Linked DNA regions of Mus musculus: all the other regions are linked to region 3. Evidence: chromatin contacts called from public promoter capture Hi-C data. All regions are on one chromosome and are shown on one strand. Each heading gives the region's core, a stretch centred on a gene start, on an enhancer-like site or on the middle of the called end of the contact. The rest is flanking DNA. Distances are from core to core; before and after follow the strand shown. Region 1 holds the start of Rps19bp1 (ribosomal protein S19 binding protein 1). Region 2 holds the start of Tab1 (TGF-beta activated kinase 1/MAP3K7 binding protein 1). Region 3 holds the start of Foxred2 (FAD-dependent oxidoreductase domain containing 2). Region 4 holds the start of Pycrl (pyrroline-5-carboxylate reductase-like). Region 5 holds the start of Rpl3 (ribosomal protein L3).

Evidence for each region. Promoter capture Hi-C pulls out the DNA fragments that hold promoters and counts their contacts. Capture Hi-C pulls out chosen DNA fragments and counts their contacts.
Region 1: a contact with region 3 is called in a promoter capture Hi-C map of liver, with 9 times the contacts expected there. The contact joins the promoter of Rps19bp1 here to the promoter of Foxred2 in region 3. A contact is called at or near these places in 2 of 39 promoter capture datasets (both in liver).
Region 2: a contact with region 3 is called in a promoter capture Hi-C map of liver, with 6 times the contacts expected there. The contact joins the promoter of Tab1 here to the promoter of Foxred2 in region 3. A contact is called at or near these places in 2 of 39 promoter capture datasets (both in liver).
Region 4: a contact with region 3 is called in a promoter capture Hi-C map of liver, with 2.4 times the contacts expected there. The contact joins the promoter of Pycrl here to the promoter of Foxred2 in region 3. A contact is called at or near these places in 1 of 39 promoter capture datasets (the C10 cell line) and 1 of 9 other capture datasets (liver).
Region 5: a contact with region 3 is called in a promoter capture Hi-C map of liver, with 7 times the contacts expected there. The contact joins the promoter of Rpl3 here to the promoter of Foxred2 in region 3. A contact is called at or near these places in 3 of 39 promoter capture datasets (erythroid cells and liver).

What each region holds. Positions count from the first base shown.
Region 1 is chr15:80,262,943-80,265,642 of GRCm38.p6, reverse strand. It overlaps Rps19bp1 (ribosomal protein S19 binding protein 1), which reads left to right and starts at 1,337. Exons shown (of 4, transcript NM_175109.3): 1 at 1,337-1,416; 2 at 1,526-1,660. The coding sequence starts at 1,365.
Region 2 is chr15:80,131,813-80,134,512 of GRCm38.p6, reverse strand. Tab1 (TGF-beta activated kinase 1/MAP3K7 binding protein 1) reads right to left here and starts at 1,367. Exons shown (of 11, transcript NM_025609.3): 1 at 1,325-1,367. The coding sequence starts at 1,357. The region is part of intron 1 of Gm31253 (a long non-coding RNA gene); the gene reads left to right.
Region 3 is chr15:77,955,370-77,958,069 of GRCm38.p6, reverse strand. It overlaps Foxred2 (FAD-dependent oxidoreductase domain containing 2), which reads left to right and starts at 1,348. Exons shown (of 9, transcript NM_001017983.2): 1 at 1,348-1,503; 2 at 1,981-2,481. The coding sequence starts at 1,982.
Region 4 is chr15:75,920,127-75,922,826 of GRCm38.p6, reverse strand. Pycrl (pyrroline-5-carboxylate reductase-like) reads left to right here and starts at 1,267. Exons shown (of 6, transcript NM_025412.2): 1 at 1,267-1,451. The coding sequence starts at 1,361.
Region 5 is chr15:80,082,107-80,084,806 of GRCm38.p6, reverse strand. It overlaps Rpl3 (ribosomal protein L3), which reads left to right and starts at 1,401. Exons shown (of 10, transcript NM_013762.2): 1 at 1,401-1,483; 2 at 2,225-2,417. The coding sequence starts at 1,481. It overlaps Snord43 (small nucleolar RNA, C/D box 43), which reads left to right and starts at 1,901; the gene lies at 1,901-1,948.

The sequences.
Region 1 (2,700 bases), core at 88-2,587, 2.3 Mb before region 3:
AATTAAAAACAAAAACGAAGCCAGGTGGTGGTGGCACACGCTTTTAATCCCAGCACTTGGGAGGCAGAGGCAGGCTGATTTCTGAGTTCAAAGCCAGCCTGGTCTACAGAGTGAGTTCCAGGACAGTCAGGGCTGCACAGAGAAACCCTGTCTTGAGAGGGGGGGGGGGGAACTCATGTAACCAGAGAACATTTATGTGTAATATTTATCGATAGAATATTTACATCTATGTGTAATATTGATTGTAATATTTATTGATCTATCAGACTAAAAACTGACCTTTTTTTTTTCAATACTAGGGATTAAATCCAAGCATTCTACCGCCAAGCTATTAATACATCCTAGCTCTTCTTATTAATCTGTAACCCAGACTGGTCTAGAATTTGGAGTGTAGCTATGTGATATAAACTGACCTGAAACTTGCCACTCTCCTGCCTCGGCTTCCCAGGTGCTGGTATTCTAAGTGTTCTGGTATCACTGTGCCCAGCAGTATTTACTGTTTCGCCTGACAACCAACTCATTGCTTAATAACATAAACAGTATTTTGCAGCAAATAGCTGTATTTTTCAAAACAAAGCACTTTATTTTGCATGTTTGCAAATCTATTTCTTTGTTGGGGTTTTTTTTTTTTTTTGGTCTTTTGTTTGGTTTTTTCCTTTTGTTAGTTTTGGTTTGGTTTGTTTGTTTGTTTGTTTGTTTGTTTGTTTGAGACAGAGTCTTGCTATGTAGCCCAAGTTAGCCTGGAACTCAGAGCAACAATCTCTGTTCAATCTCCCAAGTATTGGGACTACAAAGTACGACACCTAACCTCCTTGGCTTTACTGATTCTCACACAGATTCTCACAGTGCACGGGACCGGTGTAATGCTTTGAAGGTCATGAAAACTGTCTAAGCCCGGCAAAGTGGCTTAGGTCTGTAAATCCGGCCCTTGGGCGGCAGAGAGAGAAGGATCAGGAGTTCAAAGTCATCCTCAGCTACAATCGAGTTCAAGGACAGCCTAGGCTAGATGTATCCTTGTCTAAAAAGAAAGTAGAAAGAATCACTTCTTTTGCAGGAACTCAGTCTATTCCACACTTGGCCCCTGGACAGAATTGACCAGTAAGGCTAGAAGTCGAGTCTGCCCGCCCACACAGCCTGGATCACCAGAGACCTGTTGCTTAGAAATTGAACAACTGTGGCTTCTGCGCTTTGGACACGCCCCTAGCTCCCCGCTCCTCCGGGGCTATAGGAAAGCCATTGAGCCTGCGTTCTAAGGCAGCACTTCCGCTCGCTGCGGAACCCTGAGCTCCTGCTCCAGTTTCTGCCGAGGAGCGAACACCGCCAGGGCGGAAGTAGCTCGCCGCGTGTGGGCGGGGCTCGGAAACATGTCGGCGGCGTTAGTGCGGCGCGGTTTGGAGCTTCTGGCGGCGTCCGAGGGTGAGGAGAGCAGGTCCTGCGACAGTCGCGCTGTGTAGGAGAGCCAGCCGGGCGGGTGGGGAGGGAGAGCGCGCCCTTCAACTCGGTCCTTCGCTGCCTTTCCCCGTAGCTCCCCGTGCGGTCCCGGGCCAGGTCCAGGCTAGCGGGACTCCGGCGAAGCGGACCCGGAGGGCGCGGGCCAAGGCCTCCCAGGCTCTGAAACTGCGGAACTCAGCGAAGGGAAAGGCGCCTAAGTCCGCTCTAGGTGAGTTGAGAAAGACTGTGAGCGCTTCTTAGAATTGGGGGCAGCGCCTTCGAGTCGGGAGTTCCAAACGTTCCCCGAGACTCCACAAGGAAAAGGCAAAATGAATGTTCAAATCGTGGGGGACAGGTTTCGAACCCAAGCAATCTAATTCCCAGGTCTGCCGCTGTCTGCTATGTGGCAGTTAACAGGATGAGAGAAAGAGGGAAAAGCCTGGGAGTGGTGACACACATCTGTCATCCCTGCACTTGAGAGGTGGAGGCAGGAGAATCAGAAGTTCTGTGTCTTTCCGTGGTGAGTTCAGGGCAAGACCTAATCGTGAAGGCAGATGAAACGCAAGACCCAGGCGCTTGTGAGCTCTAGCCGTGGTGGGGAGAGAAACATCAGAGAGTCTCTCTTAATTATTTATTTATTTATTTATTTGGCTTTTTGATACAGAGTTTCTCAGTATAGCCCTGGCTGTCCTGGAACTTACTCTGTAGACCAGGCTGGCCTCGAACTCAGAAATCTACCTGCCTCTGCCTCCCAAGTGCTAGGATTAAAGGCGTGCGCCACACGCTTACTCTGTAGACCAGCCATCAGAGAGTCTCAAAACTAACAAGCAGGGTTTTGCCAAGTGAGTGAGGCTTGTGAGGTGAAAGGCTCTGCAGTGCTCCGAGGAAGAATCAAACTAACAAGCCAAGGTGGAAGCAACGTTAAGGCATCTGAGAAGGTTTTAGCCAGAAAGGCTTGAGAATTTGGAAGAAGGCTAACGGGTAAGATGAGCAAGAGGCAAGATGGAGGACCCATCAGGGATAGAGGGCTGGCTCACTGGTTAAGAGCACTTGCTGCTTGCTCTTCCAGAGGACCTGGAGCCCCCCAGAAGCCCACAAAGCTGCTCACAGCCCACTGTAACTCCAGGTCTGGGGATTAGATACCCTCTTCTGATTCCACAGACGCTCACTTGGGGTGCACATACATACACTAAGGCACGCAACACACACACATTTATGAAATGAAGCACTCAGTCAACAGTTTACCCTTCTAAACTAACTAACTCGTTT
Region 2 (2,700 bases), core at 118-2,617, 2.2 Mb before region 3:
TCCGCCAGCATACACAGAGAACACATTCTCTGTGTGCTGGGAAAAGCCTACACTCTGCCCTAACTGGTGTTCTTTGGGTCCCATCACAAGGAAGAGACAGAAGATACTTGACCCAGTCGACCTTTCTCTTGTTAGCAAGCCAACTCAGTCGGCATCAGTCACTATTTTTTTCCCAGCCCCTCTTTCTCTCAAGGTCACAATCATATCAGTGTTCCCCAGACGCTTTCTACAATGGGGACATTTATACAAGGGCCTTGCCCTCTGGGACCTTACAAAACAGAGAGCCAGACCTCTTTACTCCCAGGGTTTTACAAAAGGCCCGAGCAGGCACACAATAGTGAAGGGAAAGCCATCTCTCTCTTCCCCCACGTCTCCCTCTGGCTTCAGATCCTCTAGGCCAGGCAAGCTACTTCCCCCCACCCTTGAAAAGCCAAGACCTAGTTCCTGACCAATTTCCTCATTCTGTGACAGACACTGACCAAGCACCTAGCATGCAAGGGTGGTAGGGTGGTGAAGTCAACATGCTAAGAGGCGCTGGTCTTCAAGGAAGCAGACATCCAGAGGCAACTCCTACAGAGTGCCACGGTAAGGAAGGCCAAGGGATCCCCGCCCTGTCCTGGCAGATCCAAACAGTACTCTGAGCTAACATACATACATGTGTAACTGCACATATGTGAGAAAGATGCAGGGACGGGTAGACTACATCAAACCGTGGAGGTCCAGATGACCAGGTCGGGGTGCCTGGAGCCAACCTTCAACGGGACCCGGTGAACTGGGAGGCAGAAGTAAAACCCTACGCCCTCACTTGAGGAGCCTAAACCTTAGGGGTGTTTCTGGAACCAGACTATTTTAATCCTGCCTCTGCCTCTGCCGCTCACCAGCTGCCTGACCTCGGTTTCCTCGTCTGTAAAAACTTTTAGTCGCTAACTATTCTCCGGTGCTGCTGGCGAAGCTTATAAACGCGAGGCGGTCCACACAATGCCAGAGATACAGCACGCCTTACACAAGCGGGGGGCTATTTATTATTAGTCGTGTCCACGCTCCGGATGGCCCGCTCGGCGGCGCCACGTCCCCTTCCGGCTCGAGGACGCTCCCACTCCGCAGGACCCCGGCGCCCTTGACCCCCTAGAGGCCCCAGCCTGCGACGCGCACGCGCAGAACAGGCGCGGCGCCAGCCGGCTGTGGGTCTCGCGCGCTGCAAGCCCCCAAAGGCCTCTGGGGCGAGAGGGCCATGCTCTGCCATCTAAAGACAACAGTTCCTGCACCCGAGGACACACCCGAGCTCCCAACCCTCCCAGCCCGGAGAGCGGGTCGGTTTCCTCACACTCTGGAGCAGGCTCCTCCTCTGCGCCGCCATCTTGGAGGACCCCGCGGCGCGCCAGGCTCTCGGAGTGGCGGGATGAGGGGCTAGAGCGGCTCGGGCTGCCGCGGAGCTTATCCACAGCGCCCCCGGCGGAGCGGAGGAGGCGCAGCAGAGGCGCCTTGAGCAAGCGCGGCTCTTGCCCCCACCCCACCCCCAACCCCATCAGCCTACTTTCTTCGACTTTCTTGTTTCCTGGGGTCTTTATGGGTGTGCTTTCTCCCGGATTTTTTTTTCACCCCGATGGAGATCCTGAGATCCTATTTAAAGCGGCTTAGCGAGGAGGGAGCAAGAGAGAACGAATGATTCAGTTTACAAGAGTAGTGGGTGACTGACTGCCTGATCTTATAATGGAGGCCACCCCAATGCCAAACTAGCTGAAGTTAGATTTGGAGAAGACTGCAATTCCGAGTAGTTGTAAATTCTCAGAAGTTAAATTTATGGACGGTAACATGGGAGTGTAGTGTTAGCTGGCAATGTAATTGCAGGCCACTTGGCGTGACTGGCCAGTGCCCAAAGGAAGAGTCTGTTTGTTCTAGAAGCACGGTGCGGAAGCTCGATTTGGAGAGTCACAACTGTAATCCCAGAGTTTAGGAGACTGAGGCAGGGGGATTATAAATTTGAGTCCTGTAATCCCATCCCTTAAGAAGAGACAGGAGGAGCCGAGCGTGGTGACACACGCCTTTAATCCCAGCACTTGGGAGGCAGAGGCAGGCGGATTTCTGGTCTACAGAGTGAGTTCCAGGACAGCCAGGGCTATACAGAGAAACCCTGTCTTGAAAAAAAAAAACAAAAACAACAACAAGAAGAGACAGGAGGACCAGAAGTTTGATACCAGCATGGACTACTATATGACACCCTGTTTCATTAAATGAATAAATAATCCAGTATCAATTTTTTTAAAAGATTTGTGTATTTATGTATGAGTACACTATAACTGTCTTCACACACCAGATCCCATAGGTCCCATTAGAAACGGTTGTGAGGCACCATGTGGCTGTTGGGATTTGAACTCGGGACTTCTGGAAGAGCAGTCAGTGCTCTTAGCCGATGAGCCATCTCTCCAGCCCCCCAGTATCAAGCATTTTATTAAAGCAACAGGAAATGGCCTAAGACAGTGCTGATGGGCCAGTGTGGTGGCACATGCCTTTAATCCCAGCACTTAGGAGTCAGAGGCAGGCGAATTTCTGAGTTCGGGGCTAGCCTGGTCTACAGAGTGAATTCCAGGACAGCCAGGGCAACACAGAGAAACCCTGTCTCGAGAAAACAACAACAATAAAAAGACAGTGCTGATGGGAAGAAGTGTGTCAAAGATCCCTGCAGATTTTTTTTTGCAGGCT
Region 3 (2,700 bases), core at 99-2,598:
ACCTTGGCGTTTCTGAGAATCTCAGACTTGGAGCAGCCCTGACTGAGATTTTAATGTAGAGTGCAAACAACATAAAATAGTGTGACAAATGTCTTGGGCTTCAGGAGTGGCCCAGAATCCAGATCCCTTGGTCCAATCCACCTACAAGAAGCTCCTGTAGCCCTGCGCTGTGGGCTGTAGATCAATGGCTGGGAATCCTGCACCTTAGCCAGGCGTGGGGCTCCTGATCATTCCATTTCCATCACCAAAGGCAGACCAACTTTCTAGTTCCTTTTGGTGCCTGCCCATCCTCTCCACAGTATCTATGAAATGCTCGGCTTTATTTTCGGTGAGATACCTTGTCTACCCAGGATAGCTCCAAACTAAACCTGTGGGCTGAGGTCTCCACAATGACAATAAACTAAAGTTTATGTCTGCCCCCAGGGCGGATTTCTTTAGTGCAGGCTCTAAAGAAAACACCAGCATTCCGGGTGTGCTTTCTTTCACCAGGAAAATCATAAACGTAAATTTCTAAGGGCAAATGAGGGAAGCTGCAAGTGGGCGGGGTTCCGATTAGGCTTCCAGGAGCAAGGCTCCTTTTTAATGGGAAGCAGCTACAGTCACGCAAAGCTGGTAAAGTCCTTCCCAGATGTTTTTCCTAAGAACCCTCAGCTTCTGCATCGCCTTGTGAAGGTCGCTATCCTTTCCTCCAAAAGGCACACAGTATTCTAATTAGCCAGGTGAGTAACTTGGTCTAGGGAGCTAGCCTGAATATTCAAATCCTCCTTCCTACACAGAATTGCAGTTTGAGCCTCTGGGTTGGGGAGTTTGAAGCAGGATTTCACACAGTCCTCTTGTCTCAGTCTCACGATTGCTGGACATACAAGAGTGAGCCACTATGCTGTCTCAAAACCCACTTAGCTTTATCTTTGTTTTATGCAAACCTTGTCACTTTGTATTGACGAGTCAGTTACAAAGTGCTGGGAATCGCTTCCCTTGGCCACCCTTCGTACAACTGAACGATCAAGACTCTAAGACAATAATTGGTTCATCTGTCTTGGCCTCTCCTCAGTCCCACAAAATTGACTGGCCAATTAGGTTCAGTCTTCTACAGTAATAAAGGGATATAAATGGCAAGGTTTTCTCCAAAAATCTCTCATCTTCTGGCACAAGGATTAGTACAAATCAAAAGGAAGGGCCAGGCGTCCCATCATGGACCTGCTGTTCCCCAAGGCACCTCTACCCTCAGAAACAGCGCTCACAGCACGTGTGCGCCACTCGCGCCCCGGCCGCCCCACCAGTCCCGGCGTGCTGCGCGTGGCACACGTGACCCGCCCCCTGCTATTGGCCCGGAGTGGGGAGGGGCGTGGCCGCTGTGGCGCGAGTCAGCCGTAGCTTCCCTCCACTGCAGCCTGTCGTGGGAGCATCGCTGGGCTACCGGTGGCGGCAGCGTGCGGGTCGGAAGCTCAGCCTGGGGACCGCGCACGCGCCAGAAGCAGTGCGGGATAGCGGAGACCGCGGCAGGTGTGCTGGGGCATCCTCACGTGATCCGGGGGGCTGGGGCGGGGCCTTAGAAGCCACACCTCCTTCAGGGTCCCGTACCCCCACCCCCAGGGTGAAAGGTGGGTAGACCAACCAGAACCTCTGAAGGGTCCACCTGGGAAGACCTCCTCCCAAAATGCAGGGCACATCCAAAATGAGTGGAAATTGGGGAAACTGCCTCTCCTTTGGGGTGGAAATTACCATGACAATAAGGGAGTCTGACACCCTAGGAAAGTGGACTATGGAGATGAGCTGGGGATTCAGAATTCCTGTGGGCCCTTGATCCTACCTGAAAGAGATGGAGACGGGATAGATGAGCCCCTAGGTCCCGGGGTTCAGTACTAGCCCCGCTCCAGATCCCTGGGAGGCTCAAGCGCCTGGTTTCTCGTTCCTCGGGAAAGCCGGCTGTCACCAGCTGCCAGCCACGAGGTGCGAGGCCTCTCCTCTACTGTGCTGCAGGATGGGTCCCTCGGGGCTGCTGGTGGCCCTAGCCTTGCACCTGGCAGTGTGTTCCCGTCCGCACCGGGACTACTGCGTCCTGGGCGCCGGTCCTGCGGGCCTGCAGATGGCCGCCTTCCTGCATCGAGCCGGCAGGGACTACGAGGTATTCGAACGCGAGTCCGCACCTGGCAGCTTCTTCACTCGCTACCCGCGCCACCGCAAGCTCATCAGCATCAACAAGCGGCACACGGGCAAGGCCAACGCCGAGTTCAACCTCCGCCACGACTGGAACTCGCTGCTCAGCGACGACCCACACCTGCTCTTCAGACACTACTCGCAGGCTTACTTCCCCGACGCCAGCGACATGGTGCGCTACCTGGGTGACTTCGCGCGGCGCCTGGGGCTCCATGTGTTATACAACACAAACATCACCCATGTGACCCTGGACAAGGATCCACAAGCCTGGAACGGCCATTACTTCATTCTGACGGACCAGAAGGGCCAGGTTTACCAGTGCAGGTAAGGAGCCTCAGGACACAGCCGAATTGGCCTCGAGATTGGAGAGAATGAGAAAGGGGCTACTTCTTGCTCCCAATGGGGTTCAGTGCCAAGCAAAACTTTTTTAAGGTGCGTCCTTACAAAGCTGTGGCTGAGTATGTTTGGGGAAATCTAGCAATTTATCGTACAGGATTTGCCAGGCTCTATTGCCTTCGCCATGGTCCTGTGGTGTTGAATACT
Region 4 (2,700 bases), core at 18-2,517, 2.0 Mb after region 3:
CAGAATACACAAGTTCTTTACACTCATGTCCCTCACCCCATAGAATGGATTTTTGTCTCCATATTGAGGATTCTGCAGGTTCCCTGTTGCTACCTGAGACAGTTAATGTCTAAGAAGGAAAAGCCTTATTTAGCTGTAGTTTTTAGCTCCTGGTTTTACAGGTGTCCATCTAATGTCAGGCAGACTTAGTGCTTGTAGGCTTCAGGTGGGGTCTGGGGAAAGATTAGGAAATTATAACTCTTCACCTCGCACAGTGAGAGAGAGGGAAGGACTGGCCATCACATCCCAATTGTGGCAAGCAGGAGATGACCATCTTTACTGTGGGACCTCACAGTCCAAAGACAGCATGCACTGCCCTTCTAAGTGCTGTGTTCTAGTTTGCCTAATTATGCACATTCAAAACAAGACAGCAACAAACCACCTGTATGCTGGTGGTTGTTTGAATTGGTAATTTGGATGAGACGAAGGCTGGGATCCTGATCATTTTATTTATTTATTTATTTAGTTAGTTAGTTAGTTAGTTAGTTAGACAGGGATTCTCTCTGTGGCCTTGACTGTTCTGGAATTTGCTTTGTAGACCAGGCTGGCCTCAAACTTGAGCTCCACCTGCCTGGGACTGAGACCAAAGGTGTGTGCCACCACAGCCAGGCTTCTGATTGCTCATGAAAACCTGCCTTTTTTTCTGTTTTGGGCTTCTTGATTTGCTTGCTTTTTCTTTCCTCTGCTCTCACTTTAGCTAAATGACTATACATATAGCCAGCTAAGTGACTAAATGTCACTATATGTGGAATTCAATACAGATAACTATTTTGGTGAGACACTAAAGCACTCAAAAGTTTTTTTTAAATTAAAAAATAAGTGCTGTGTATTAGTGACTGATGGTTAGTGCTGCTTTTAATGTAGAGAACCAGAACCCACTCCGAGGACTGAACCCAAGGCACCCAAGCTAGGCAAGAGCTTGGAGTACCTACCTTACACCCCAGGCCCATCCTGGAGTGGTTCAAGCGTTTTTTGGTTTTTGTTTTTTTTGTTTTTCTCCCCCTCTAAATCTCTCTGTAAGGGTTTTGGAGAGACTCTAGCTAGCTTCAGGCTTCTCAGGAGGAATTAGACAGCCTGCTTAGGACTAGCTCCCCTTCCTTTCTCTTCTTTCCCCTCAGCAAAATCACTGACCAATGGTTTACCAAAGCTTGGGGGAAATCCCGCCTCAAGCGTCAAAATCCAAGTGTCTGCGCCCGCCCCGCCCCGCCCCGCCCCGCCCCTCTGTCCTCCCAAACCCGCCCAGTCGCTTCTGTCGGTCAAAGCAGTTCTAGTGGGCGGGACCCGCTGCCGCAAGGACGAGAGAAGGCCAGCTCAGAGCAGGATGGCGGCGACAATGTCTGAACCTCGGCGTGTGGGCTTCGTGGGTGCAGGCCGCATGGCGGAGGCCATTGCCCGAGGCCTCATCCAAGCAGGTGGGAGGCGAGGCCTGGCTGGGGGAGCTTTCGTTCTAATGGGAGGAGTTCGTAAGCCTTGGCGGGAGGGGCGCACGTGGTACACCAAGGGCCAGTAGGGTGAATTCGCTGGTTTCCTGGGTGAGAATCATACATCAGGACTCTATTAAGGCCTCCAGGATCGCTGGATGAGTCCGCAGTCCCTTCCCAGGCCGGTGAGTGGGCATGTTAGGCGAGGTGTGGGGGAAAAAAACCAAAAAAAACCAGTTCATTTATTTAACATTGATTGTATTGGTGAATATTCCTTTAAATGTATTGCATTAAAGAATATTACGATTGACTTCACGTGTGACTTCTTTGTAGTGGAGTTTGCTTGTTTCTTTTCTTTTCTCTTCTTCTCTTCTCTTCTCTTCTCTTCTTTTCTTTTCTTTTCTTTTCTTTTCTTTTCTTTTCTTTTCTTTTCTTTTCTTTTCTTTTCTTTTCTTTTCGAGACAGGGTTCATTTGGCCTGGAACTCCCAGGTAGACCAGGCTGATCCTGAACTCAGGGATCCACCTTTTTCTGCCTCCCAGAGTGTTGGAATTAAAAGTGTGAGCCACTCGCTGACTCGCTTTTAACTTTTTATCTCCTTAATGTGGCTGCGAGTTTCTAGTTCCATATGTGGCTCAAATCGTGCCTTAGATTGAACCGACTTAATGCCAAGTTAAATGTCTGACGTCCTGGCCTCTTCCTCCTCAGCCTCTGGCTTAACCAAAGGCTACCCATTCCTCAGCCCCCACTCTCAGAGGTGGGCAGCTGTGAGGACACTCGGGAGGAAGAGGATTGGCCCTGTGCTCTGAAGAGTGCCTGCTATCGCTGGTTTGTCATTTCTTTATGGCAACAATACCTTGAATTTGAAGACTGACGTTTCTCCACCAGTTCCAAATGTCTGCTACCTGGAGCTTGAGGGGTATGGTGGGGAGAGAGGCAAACTCTTCCGGGCTGAGGACTGCTGGTGTATATAACTGATGTTTTACTGGCCCAGCACGGCTGTACAGTATTTAGAAAACTTTATGAACAGATTGCGGGTAGAGGAAGTTGGTGACCTTTGGCTCTCTGCTTTCAGTTGTATTTCAAAGTCCAGAGGCCCATGATCATGGGAGGAGGGCTTCCTACAAGCCTTAGCAGTTTACACGTCGAACCTGGCAGTTCACCTGCCTCTTGCTGCTACACACACTGTCACTGACATCATTAGCTCCCTGGGGAAGGTTTTAGCATGCACTTCTGTCTGG
Region 5 (2,700 bases), core at 152-2,651, 2.1 Mb before region 3:
AAAAATAATTCTTCTTTTGGGACTGGAGGGACGTCTTAGGAATTAAGGGCTCTTGCAGAGGACCAAGGTTTGGTTCCCAGCACAACAACCATCTGTAACTCCAGTTCCAGAGGGTTCCATACTCTCTTCAAATCTCCCCGGTACTGCACATATGTGGTGCACGTGCATAAATGAGGAAAGCACTCATAAATATAAAATTAAAAAGAGCTTATTTAAGATATTCTTAAGTGGCGCTCCTCCACTTTCAGAAATTATTTTTTAAATTTTAATAAACCTATGTTGCTGTTCGAAAAATAAATTCATTAAGAATCTTGATCTGGAGAGATGGTTCAGAAGTTAAGAAAACTTGTCATCCCACGGGACCCAGGTCTAGTTCACAGCATTAACAACGGTCCAGGGGGATCTGACACTATTTTGACTTTTTTTTTTTTTTTTTTTAGATTTATTTATTTAGTGTATATATGAGTATAGAGGTCACCTGATCCCATTACAGATGGTTATAGGCCACAATATCGTTGCTGGGAATTGAACTCAGAATATCTGGAAGAACAGTCAGTGCTCTTAACCATTGAGCTATCTCTCAAGCCCTTATTTTTTTTTAAAGATTTATTTTTATTTTATGTATATGAGTACACTGTCGCTGTCTCCAGACACATCAGAAGAGGGCATCGAATCCCAGTACAGGTGGCTATGAGCCACCATGTGGTCACTGGGAATTTAACTCAGGACCTCTGGAAGTGCAGTTGGTGTTCTTAACTGCTGAGCCATCTCTCCAGCCCGGTTTGACTTCTGAAAATGTCACGCACGCCCGTGGCGCACATTCGTACACACGGGGGGGGGGGAACCTCACACATTTGTAAATCTGAAATTAAGAACAAAATATGAACGGGACATGACATCTGGAGACTGAATTGGCAGAGACAGGACTTGAGGGAGATGTGCCCGAAATCATGGCGCATTAAAGGCATGGCTTGATTGGAAGACTGAGAGCAATGTTGGTGATCACATCAAAATCACTGGTTAGGTAAAAGAGCAGTTTCATTCAGTCTATCTTAAGAGCTCACGAGAACAACGCAGTCAGTTGTCTCACACTAAGCCTGCTTCAACGCCGTTGTTTTCGTTGCTGTGTGGGACTAGCCCTGTGTGATTCCGTTCTAGAAGTGAGAGGAAGCACAATGCCTCCATTTTTCTTCATTATCATGAAATTTGGCTGCTGCAGAACGCCGTAGTTCTTTACATTCTAAACCTCAGCGTCGACGAGGCGTTTCGCTAAGCTTGAACCCAATCATTCTCCGTAGACCCTATTTGTCAATCCTAGTGGGCGGGAAAAATGTGTGTAAAATGACATTCGATGCGCGCCCTTCGACCCGACGCCTATGCGTCAACACGTTCGCACGCTCAGGGGGCGGAGCCATCACTTGGCTTTATATAGCCTGCACTGGCTCCTGGTCGCTCTCTATCTGCGGCGTGTGGCGGCGAGATGGTACGTATGGCCATGCTGCCTTCTAACTTGGTCTCCTGTGGGCCTGGCTTGTATTCACCTCCCATCGGCGCCATCCCTGGCTCGCCAATCCTGAAAGGATGTAATAGGGGATCGATGTGAGGGCCGCGACCGTCCGGAAATTCAGGGACCTTAACGGCCTTACGGAGGATGTGTGTGGGACCGGCCTGGGCCTGTGTGCGACCCATTTGATATCAGCGTAATCCTAAGGGACTTATGGAATGGGCTGTTTTGTGCTTAATTCGAGGGTAGTGGTCAGTCTGGTAGGGATGGCCCAGGTCTTTAGGAATGCATTGGTTAAGTGGAGAAATTTGGCAAATCGGGTCGGGTCTCCATTTTGGAATGTTATAAGAGTGGAAGGTGCATCTCTAGAGTTCTCAGAAGCCACAAATGATGAACCTTTTGACGGGCGGACAGAAACTCTGTGCTGAATGTCAAGTTCTGATTTGGCTTTAGGAGGGAGTGTTTGAGGCCGACTTGCATTAGACTCCATCTTGATACGCCATGTTGCCATTTAGTCACATGGGATACTCTTGAAAGTTCACCCATCGAGGTTTTAGTATAACTAAGCTGTTTTGTGTTTGAAAGGCATGGAAACTAAAAGCATTAAGCTGAAGTCTTATTGCAGTCTGTCCTCTGATACAATTCCTTTAAATGTGGAACCCTCCTTTGGGCTTGATTGGAAGACTGAGAGCAATGTTGTGATCTCTCCCTTTACCTCAGTCTCACAGGAAATTCTCAGCTCCCAGGCATGGGTCCTTGGGCTTCCTGCCTCGCAAGCGCAGCAGCCGGCATCGTGGGAAAGTGAAGAGCTTCCCTAAGGATGACGCTTCCAAGCCCGTTCACCTCACAGCCTTTCTGGGTTACAAGGCTGGCATGACCCACATCGTCCGGGAAGTTGACAGGCCAGGATCTAGTATGTACAGTACTTCCTTGTCCAACTTGGGCTGTGTGTAATTTTGCCTGTAGTTACAGTAAATTCCCAAAGGAGCACAATAGCTTCATCCTGGGGTGCTTTGTGGTAAGTCTAGAACAAAGCCTGACTTAGTGTGGTAGTGCCCACACTAAGGGAGCCTAGAAGTGTTTTGGCCTAGCGAAATTTAACACAGATTCCTGTGCAGAGTCCTGTTGGGGTAGTTGGTTGTTTCCATGCCAGTGCCTGTTATCAACCCTAGGTACTCTGAAAAGGTAGACACATT